Linked DNA regions of Sus scrofa: regions 2 and 3 are each linked to region 1. A link is a contact called in public HiChIP or PLAC-seq data. All regions are on one chromosome and are shown on one strand. Each heading gives the region's core, a stretch centred on a gene start, on an enhancer-like site or on the middle of the called end of the contact. The rest is flanking DNA. Distances are from core to core; before and after follow the strand shown.

Region 1 (2,949 bases), core at 119-2,618:
AGGCCACACTGGGGAATGAGACTGGCTGGTGGGGAGGAGAGTTGAAGCAGCAGTCCCCCTTCTAAGCGCGCATGCTCCCTATATCCCCATCTGGTCAGCCTGGATGCTGAAAATCTAAGTCCGCCCCATACAAAAAACAAAAGCTTCTCGTTTCCATTATAGAAAACCCCAGAGACCTGGGCTGCTTCGCTTGCCTTCTCCCTCGGCCAACGTGGCCAAGGCACCGGCTGGGGGCAACGAGAGCTGTCTCGGCCAAGGGAGAAAGGTCCAAGTCCTTGGCCTGGGCCCTCGCTGCGGCCACACGCTGGGGAGCAGCCCAGAGAGCCTGGCGCCCGCGGAAGCCCCCCTGCCTGCCAGGAGCCGAGCCAGATGGGGAGGCTTTGGCTCCTGGCTTCCGCCCCAGTATGCAGGCCCTCTGACCTGTCCCCCTGGGACCTCGTGGCCTGTCCATCCGAGGTGACCCTTCCCCACAGAAGCCCAGACCTCTGACCCTTATTAAAAACAAACAAAATCTGGAGAGAAAAAATATCCTGCACAAACAGTCTCAGAGACCATCTCACGTCCCCTCCCTCCCCCAACACACACACACACACACACACACACACACACCCAGCCTCAGACGTGCAAGGCTGCGGCCAGTCTTTCACATAAACAAGTTGTTGCGGAGTGGCTTTTGTTTATGAAACATTTAGGTTTTCCCTTAACTTTTTTTGGCGGGGTGGGGGGCCCGAAGGGTGCGGGGAGTGGATTGTTTCATAGTTTTCTGGTGAACAGGGAGTGGAGAGGGAGCCCTGGGTTTGGCAGGATTTCATTTCTCCCTCTGTGCTGTCTGCCGGTCAGAATCTGGGGAAGGTGATGCGAGGGGAAAGGGACCAGACAACACAAGAGGGGGTGGGGGGACCTCTGCGCATCACCTGGAAGAAGGCCCCCCCTCCCACCCCAAAGGGGAGGCCAAGCTCAGAATGGGCTTCGGGCGGCCAAGGTCAGCCCCGGGGCCTGGTTAGACCGTCCCAGGCCGGGCCTTCAGGAGAGCAGAGCCGGCCTCCCGCGTTCCCTCGGCGTCTCGGACGCGACCCAGTGCCTGGCGCTCGGAAAACCTTTGGGATCGGGGCAGATATATCCCTGCCCCCTCGCTCCACGCCTTAGACGCCAGGAAACCGAAGAAGCCGCCAGGAACAAAGGCGGGGCTGCTTTACAAAGGCAAATAACAAACACGTTTACTTTTTTTTTTTTTCCACGTAAGCGGGTGGCCAGGCAACTTTGGGGTCCAGGCGGCGCCGGGGCTGTAAGAATTGCCCCCGCGTCCGCCGCGCCGGGCCGGCCCAGGGCGCATGCGCGGGCCGGGGCGCAGGAGGCCGCGGCCGCCCGCGCAGCCTCGCTCGGGCCGGTCTCCGTGGCAACGGGCTCGCGGGGGGAGGGGCCGGGCGCGCGGGCCGCGGCGGCTGCTATTTCTGCCGCTTCCTGTTCCTCGCGGCCACGTCGCCATGGCAACGGTGTTACTCACCGCGGCCGCTTCCCGGCTCGGCTGGCGCGCGTGACCCCGGCCTCCCGCGCCCCCTCGTCTCTCACTTGCTGTGCTCTCGCTCTCCCCCCCGGCGTCCTCCTCCTCCGGCACCGGGCCCCCTCCCGCGCGCCCCGGTGCCCCCGCTTTCCCCTCCTTCCCGGCCCGCCCTGCCGGTGCCCGCGGCCCGGGAGGGAGGGAGGGAGATTGATGGGGGACGCTTATTAAAAAACATTGTAACCGTTTCCGTTTTTATTACGTTGACAAGGGAGCGTTATTTACTGTTATTGTTTGCCGAGCCGGCCTCGCCGGAGCGCGGGCGGCCTCCCGGGAGCTCACCTTTTGGGCGGTCCTGGGAAGTCGCGGGTGGGAGCGGGAGGCGAGGGCTGGGCCAAGCCCGGGGGGTGGGGGGGCGAGGCCCTCCAGGCCGCTGGGTTCGCTCCTCGCCCAGTTCCCCCGCGGGGAGCCCGGCCGACCCCCTCGCTGGGAGTGTTTGCGCGAGGAGAGACCGCAGAGGCCCGGTGACTCGTGTTGAAGGAGAAAGGCAACAAAAAAAAGGAACAGATGACTTCATTCTCGGGAAGGCTCCGTCCTACGTGGACCAATTTCCTGGGGACTGTGGTGGAACAGCCCCGCTGCTGCTGCTGGAAGCACCAGAAACTAAACCACATAAAGACCAGAAAATTCTCAGCCTTGCCTGAACCGAGCAAGGACAGGCTGGTGGCGCGTGAGCCCTGGGTGTGAAAGGAGGAGGGTCGAATTTCTGCACCCGCGTTGGGGCTTGGCTTCTGACAAACCTCCCCACCTGGACTCCTGACCCCTGAGAGGGTAAGCACCTGCCCCAAGGTCACACAGCCAGTTTGCATCCGCTCAAACATCTGCAGAGACAAAAGCAGTAGAGGCCAGGGAACGGAGCCAGTGGTTGGACTCGCGGCCTTGGAAGAGGGAGAGGCTCAGCTGGAGGCCCGGCGAGGGGAGATTAACTCGGCAGGTATAAACCCTGGCTGGTCGGACGCCTGCTTATCCCAGCGGAGCCCTCAACTGGAGGGTTTGCAGCGGGTGTGTCCGCGGGGATCAGAGGGACCTGAAGGACGCCCCACCTTCGAGCCTCTGCTGGGATGCCAATCTCATCCTGCAAATTCAAGTTTGCAGTTCCGTCCCTAACTTAACTCCATCTTTAGCCAAAATGCAAACAGTTGTGCTCTGGACAGAGAAGCAGAGGAAAAAGCCAGAGGAAAAAGGCCCGAGTTCACACTCTAAAAAGGACCTTTAAAAAATATTTCTGCTATAAACAAACGACTTCTAACGACCAGACCAGGTTTTGGAAACTGAGCTTTCAGTGACTCTTCGTAGCCTGCTTTTTAATTTTGTGTGTGTGTGTCCCCTTCCAAGGGCAAGAGCCTCTGGTCACTGTGGCCTCTCCCAGTCTCTTGGCTTTAGATGATCAA
Region 2 (2,949 bases), core at 225-2,724, 180 kb after region 1:
AATCCTCAGTCTCCTCTCCTATTCAAGCACACATGCGCTATTCCCACCAGACTTGGTAGGGGGGATGTCTCTGGCCAACACTTTCTGTGTGTTCCAATCTTTTCAAGAAGAGGCCCCCAAGCCTCAAGAGAGATTTTTTTCCTGCCGTCTGAATTGCATTTGCGAAGGGTAATTGATTTGCTTCCCCATTTTTTATTAATCAAAGAAAAACCACAGCCAGCCGGGCCTCTGATCTGGGGGACGTGTCCATACCGAGACGATGCCCAACGTTCCTGATGAGGTCACAGAGGCCTCCTTCCTGCTAGGCTTTCTCAAGTGTCCAGAACACTCCTCTACAGCCTGGGAGCCTGAGGTGCCCAATAGGAAGCCTGGGTTCCAAGGACAGGAAGCAGGCTGAGAGCAACACACCAAGGTTATCCTGGAAGTAAAACCCAGGTGCCATTAGAACTGAGGCCCGGGCTTCCTGCCTCTCTCTTCAGATGTGACCAGAGCCCCAGAGCATGTCCCTAGGGTCTCTTGGCCACAGTGCCAGAGCAGAGAAAACCGGAGCAGCAACCCAGTTAAGGCTCATTTTCAACAGGAGAGCTCCAAACACAGCCGTGCCCACCCACCCACCCCACGCAACTCGCTGGGCCCGCGGACCCCCCAACATCTGGCCTGAATCCTCCCTGCTTCTGCCACATCTGGATGGGGGGAGGGTGTGAAAATGACCCTCCCCTATTTCCCAGGGCTGGTTCCTAACAGTTGGAGAGTCTGAGAAGGAGAAGGCTTTTCTTGGATCTCATACAGAAGCTCATTCAGCAAGATTTGCTGAAAGTCTCAGTTTCCCTTCCCAGTAAGTCGGGTGCTGAGCCTCCCCCACCCCCAAGCCACAATCCCCCATCTCGGGCCCGGCTCCTGGAACAGCTCCAGGACAGAACCAGACCAGCTCCTGCTGCAACCCTGCCGCGGAACAAGCCAGGACCTGGAACCAGTGCCCCTGGATTGGGTCCAGGCTCTGCCACTGACCCCCGGTCAAACTTAGGCCAGCCATTCTGCCTAAGAAACAGTCATACATCCATCTGAGATCAAATGAACCTGCCTCATCGTGGTTCCAGGTTCTTCAGATGTCCCCACTCAACTCACCACCTCTCACCCTGGCCTCTTAGCCCCAGGGCCCTCCCTTATGCTGTTGCCTCCAACTGGAACACCTTTCCCTGCTCCTGATCTGGCCAACCCCAGCCCAGCCTGAATATCACCGTCCTCTGGAAGCTTTGCCTGAACCTGGGGCCACTGTACCGCCGCCTGTACCCCTGGGGCACCCTCCCCACGACTCAGATGGGGTCCTCTCATGTCTTAATGATGGCTGAATGTCTGCGATCCCGCCTCATGCCCACTCTGACCCCAAAGGACCAGACACAGCGTTGACAATGCTTGGGCAATGGAGTCTGGAAATGTTTCAATAAGATCACGGGTTTTAAAGCGCGGGATCGGATGCGGCTGGGGGCTGATGTTTGTGAAAAGAGTGGGTGAGTCAGGGATAGGGCAGGCGCCCAGCCACGCCCCTTAAAGGGCTCCTGGAAGAACGCGACCTAGCTATCCAGGGTCCTCGGCGCGTGAGGGTTAATTCAAAGGGCCTTCCGCAGCTGCACACCCCGCGGGGGAATGGGGGATGCACTCCCCCACCAACCGCTAACCCCTAGGGCGCCGGCTGCTCCGTGCACGCATGCTCCAGCGGAGGCGCGCCCGGGGCCGCGGAGCTGAACTACAACTCCCATGATGCCCGACCCCGGGGCGGGCCCGGGAGGAGCGAGCGCCGGCGGCACCGCCCCTCACGGCCTTCTGGGGACTGTAGTTCTCCCCCGCGGTGTGCGGCCTGGGAACTGAGGTGTCTCGGCGGTCTCTATAGGAAGCCTCCGCGGCCCAGGAGCAGGGAGGGGCTGAGGGCTTTGCGGGCTGCCTGGGGGTCACTTCACTCCTGCAGCTGTCTCTGCTGGCGTCTGTTTTTCGTCGCCGTCTTCATCGTTATGGACCCTACCACCACCGTCATCATCATAACAGTTGCTCTATTTCGTGAGCAGCTATTTTGTGCTAGGCCCTGAGCCCTTGGGAAGACAGAGATGAAGACAGACGTGGTCCCCATCTTTGCTGGCCAAGCACGGAGACAGGGGACGTTTAATCGCACAAATAATTATTTGTACTGGGTACAAAAGAGTGTAGCGTGAGGCTAAAACAGCAGAGGGGGTGGGGAAGGTGATAGTGACTATTTTCTGAGCTAAAGACAGATGCAAACAGAGTGTGAACAAATGGACTGGCATCTTTGAAATCCAAGGAGTGAATTTGATGGGTGGACTGGGAAAATCTAGAACCATTCCTGCAAATGCCTTCATTATTCCCAAGGAGAAATTTGCCCAGAGAGGTTCAGGGACTTGCCCGAAGGCACATGGCAAGTCAGAGGCCACTGGTACAAGGATGTAGCCTCAGATGTTAAACTCCCCAAGGACAGGGCCTGGGTCTTATGTGTCTTCTAGACACCCCAACCCCAACAGACAGACAAACAGACACACACACACACACACACACACACACACACACGCAGCTCTCACCCAGCCTTGCACACAGTGGTGTGAGCAAGAGTTCCAGGGACAAAAACATCTCACGCCCAGGGTGCTCCCTCAATGTGACAGAGCCCAGCCCTTGTTCAGCAAAGGTCTTCGCCTGCCTGAGCCTGTTTCCCCATCAATGAAAGAAGGGCACCGTACACTCCCCTCGTAGGATAGTTCTAGCAAAAAAACCAAAGCTGATGGATATGAAACCAGCATTTTACAAGCAGGAGAGGTGCTGATGTGAGTCACTTTCCATGCTGTGCCCCAGTGCAACGCTGTGGGACAGCCAGGAGCCATCTGCGGGCTGGCATTGGGTGCCAAGTGGGGGGACAGCTGCCAGTGCGGGAGGCGCACAAAGGAGAGA
Region 3 (2,949 bases), core at 337-2,836, 150 kb before region 1:
GGCCCTCGGGCTGGGCTGCCTGGGTTCAGATCCCAGCTCCTCATTGCCAGTGGTGGGGGTCTCTTTGCCCGTCAGTTTTTACATCTGTAAAATGGGGCTGATTGAGGCCCTTACCCCCTGGAGCTGCAGTGTAGAACCCCCCCTGGGCCCAGGGAACCCCAGATCCTGACCAGAGGCCCCCCAAACCCCCAGCTGGTCCTCCTTCTGGCTCTAGGAGTCCTTCCTGCCCAGCTTGGTCTTGCACACGGTCCTGAAACGAGGCCGCCCGAAGGGGTACCAGCTCCTCCTGCCTTCGGCATCGTACCGCACTCGGAGGTGAATGGCCGCTGTGCCAAAGCCCAGGCATGGCCATGGGCGGGGGTGAGGAGAGGCCTTCCCTGACCCACAAATAAACGCACATCCCAGGTGGCTGGGACCTGCTGCCAGGTCTCCCCCTACAAGCCTGTCCAGGTGCTTGGTTTCTGATCTTCAGGGGTCCTGGACCCCAGGGGGAGGGAAGGGGCAGAGTCACAGCTGAGATGAAGCTGAGGGGTGGAGGCAAGGCGTCTTCAAGGGTCAGGCTTGTTCCAGTGAGCCCCTCTTCTGGGAGGTGGGAGACCCTGCCACCCACTTCATACCTGGGACCAAGCCTCTGTCACCCTGGATCAGCCCGAACCTGAAGCAGGCACCGACCTGGGCTGACTCCTCCACCCCAGCCACCATCTTTGACTAGAACCAAAGGCTGCTTGCTGACTACCCCGTGGGGTGAGGGCGTCCAGATTTTGACCCAAGGGACAAACATTTGTCTCACGTTCCCCAGGCCAGGTTCTCACCATCTGGTCTGGAGGGCAAGCATCTGGGTAGGCAAGTGCCAGATGTTTCTCTTCTAGGTGGGGCAGAGGATGGGGGGAGTGCTGTGAGGCGGGCAATGTCTAAGAGTCCTATCAGGAGGTGACCAAAGACAAGGAACTGCCTGGGGTTTATCTGACCGCTGCACGGACCCAGCAGTGCTGCCCCCATTCGCCTGTCTGCCGGGTTTGAACCTGCCACGCACCCGCATTCCAACTGCTGGGCAAAGCTTGAGCCACCACCCCCCCCCCCTTCTCAGCAGCTCTTTGGCTCCAACCCCTCGCCCAGCCCAGGATCGAGGTCTTTATCGCCACCTCCTGGGCAGTGAGGAAACAACCACGGAATCCACATCCAGACAAGGGCCTGAATAGGAAAGGGTGGGATTTGGGCTGGACGGGCCCCCGGGGATGTTAGGGCCAGAACAGGTTGTGGATGGAGGAGGCCTGTTTTGAAGGGGTTCCATGGCTCCAAAACATAAGGCTAAAGATCTACAAACCCTGGGGCAGTGCTACCACACCCCTTCACTAAAGACTGGAGTGGGATTTCAATCCCCTGACTTCCGCGATGCTCCCCGCCGCTCCCGCCCAGTATTTCTATTTCTTAGAGAGCCCGCGGGTACCAGAGGAGGCCTGATTCTACTGCATCTCCTCCCCGTGGCTTTGCACAGCGCCCCCCTCGCCCTCTCTGAGCCTCAGTTTCCCCTGCAGGGCCGCGGGGGACCCCAAGCCGGCCACCGGCTGCAGCGCCGCGCCGCGCCCACGCGGGGGCAGTGTTGGCCTGGCTTTGACGCCGCTCGGCGCGGCCGAAACTTCTCAGCCTCTTGCTAAAGGGTCGGAAACTTTTCCCCTCGCGCTGCGCCGGTGTCTCCCGTCCCGCGCCGCGCCGCCTCCTTCCACCTGCCCGAGGTCAAGGCCGGGCCTCGGGAGTTGGGGGGGAGGGGCTCCCCCGACCCCCAGATTCCCTTTCTCGCTTTTTGTTAAACCAAAAAACTGCTCAACTTGCAACAGAGCCGTCGGCCTCGGGCACTGGAAATTGAGGCCCGCGTGCGACGCGCAGGGGCGGCGGGGTGGGTTGGGTGCGTGGGGTGCCGAGTTCGGGTCCCTAAGATGGGACCTGCCGGGAGGGGTGGAGCTGGGCACTCGGCTGGCGGCCACATGGGGTTCCGCAGCCCGGCTTCTCGGGGACCCCTCCCCTCCCGCTCCCCCCACCGCCCCCCCAGCTTCATTTCTTCCTTCCCGCTCCCGGTTCTCCTCCCCTCTCTTCCCTACGCTCCCTCTTTCCCTCCTCGACAAACATGGATTCTGTGTCAAGAGGACCTTGAGCGGCAGCTTCGAGCCTCACCTCCCACCACTCCCAACAGAATCGGGGACACGAAGGGGCAGCCGCGGACCGCGCCTCGGAGACGCGCCCCGCGCGGGCGCGCGCACCCCCCGCCCCCCCACGACACACACACACACACACACACACACACACACACACGACACAGACATCAGAGAAACACGCAACACACATATATGAACACACGGCGTAAGGATGCTCCACAGACACACGCCCCACAAAGACATGTCCCCGGGTACCACCCCCCCCACACACAGCACTTAGAAACATCATATACTCACGGAGGACCCCCACGCACACCCTCCCACTGTTAGGGTCTCCTAGCGACCCCAGCCCCCACATTCCCAGGTCCACTTGCTAACTTCGAGGCCACATATGCAGCCCCCTCCCCCGCCCTCTGCAGACCTTTCCAACACGCCCCTGCTGCTCCTCTGCAGGCAGAGCTTGCACCTGAACGTGGGGTGACTAAGAAGGGGGGGGTGAGAGGAGTGCTGCAGGGAAGGGATGGACCCTCCCCGGGGTCCCTGGCAGGGTCCTTTTCTCTGGTACATTTCCACTCGGGGCTGGCAGGTGGCCAGTCCTTCCTGGGCTCCAGGGAGCAGCCTGGCTGGAAGGTGGGGGAAGCAGCCGTGGCTGGAGCTGGTGCCAACCTCAGATCCCCCTGAATCTCGGGGAGGGGGGAAAGGCAGGTGTACCCCCCCCACACACACACACTGGTCTCTGCCAGTTCCTGTCTGCCCTTCTCGCTCTGGGCAATAGCTCCCTTGCTATTGCACCCCGCAC

What was found. HiChIP or PLAC-seq counts read pairs in DNA pulled down with a chosen protein or histone mark.
Region 2: an H3K27ac HiChIP or PLAC-seq map of alveolar macrophages shows a contact between it and region 1. The contact joins two enhancer-like sites. A contact is called at or near these places in 2 of 2 datasets of contacts at active chromatin or transcription factors (alveolar macrophages and skeletal muscle).
Region 3: a contact with region 1 is called in an H3K27ac HiChIP or PLAC-seq map of skeletal muscle, with 2.7 times the contacts expected there. The contact joins two enhancer-like sites. A contact is called at or near these places in 4 of 47 Hi-C or Micro-C datasets (embryonic fibroblasts, epiblast stem cells and heart right ventricle) and 2 of 2 datasets of contacts at active chromatin or transcription factors (alveolar macrophages and skeletal muscle).

The regions. Positions count from the first base shown.
Region 1 is chr1:269,652,545-269,655,493 of Sscrofa11.1, reverse strand. No RefSeq gene overlaps it. Among named protein-coding and RNA genes, the nearest start is that of NTMT1, 170 kb to the left of the region's middle. Within about 2 kb of position 1,368, at least 75 of the 83 cell types and tissues checked have an H3K27ac peak or open chromatin away from gene starts, as enhancers often do. A contact at or near this core is called in alveolar macrophages and skeletal muscle, where this site is marked.
Region 2 is chr1:269,474,321-269,477,269 of Sscrofa11.1, reverse strand. No RefSeq gene overlaps it. Among named protein-coding and RNA genes, the nearest start is that of IER5L, 20 kb to the right of the region's middle. Within about 2 kb of position 1,474, at least 66 of the 83 cell types and tissues checked have an H3K27ac peak or open chromatin away from gene starts, as enhancers often do. A contact at or near this core is called in alveolar macrophages and skeletal muscle, where this site is marked.
Region 3 is chr1:269,806,433-269,809,381 of Sscrofa11.1, reverse strand. C1H9orf50 reads left to right here. Exons shown (of 13, transcript XM_021085475.1): 13 at 215-437. The coding sequence ends at 319. Among named protein-coding and RNA genes, the nearest start is that of NTMT1, 12 kb to the left of the region's middle. Within about 2 kb of position 1,586, at least 39 of the 83 cell types and tissues checked have an H3K27ac peak or open chromatin away from gene starts, as enhancers often do. A contact at or near this core is called in alveolar macrophages and skeletal muscle, where this site is marked.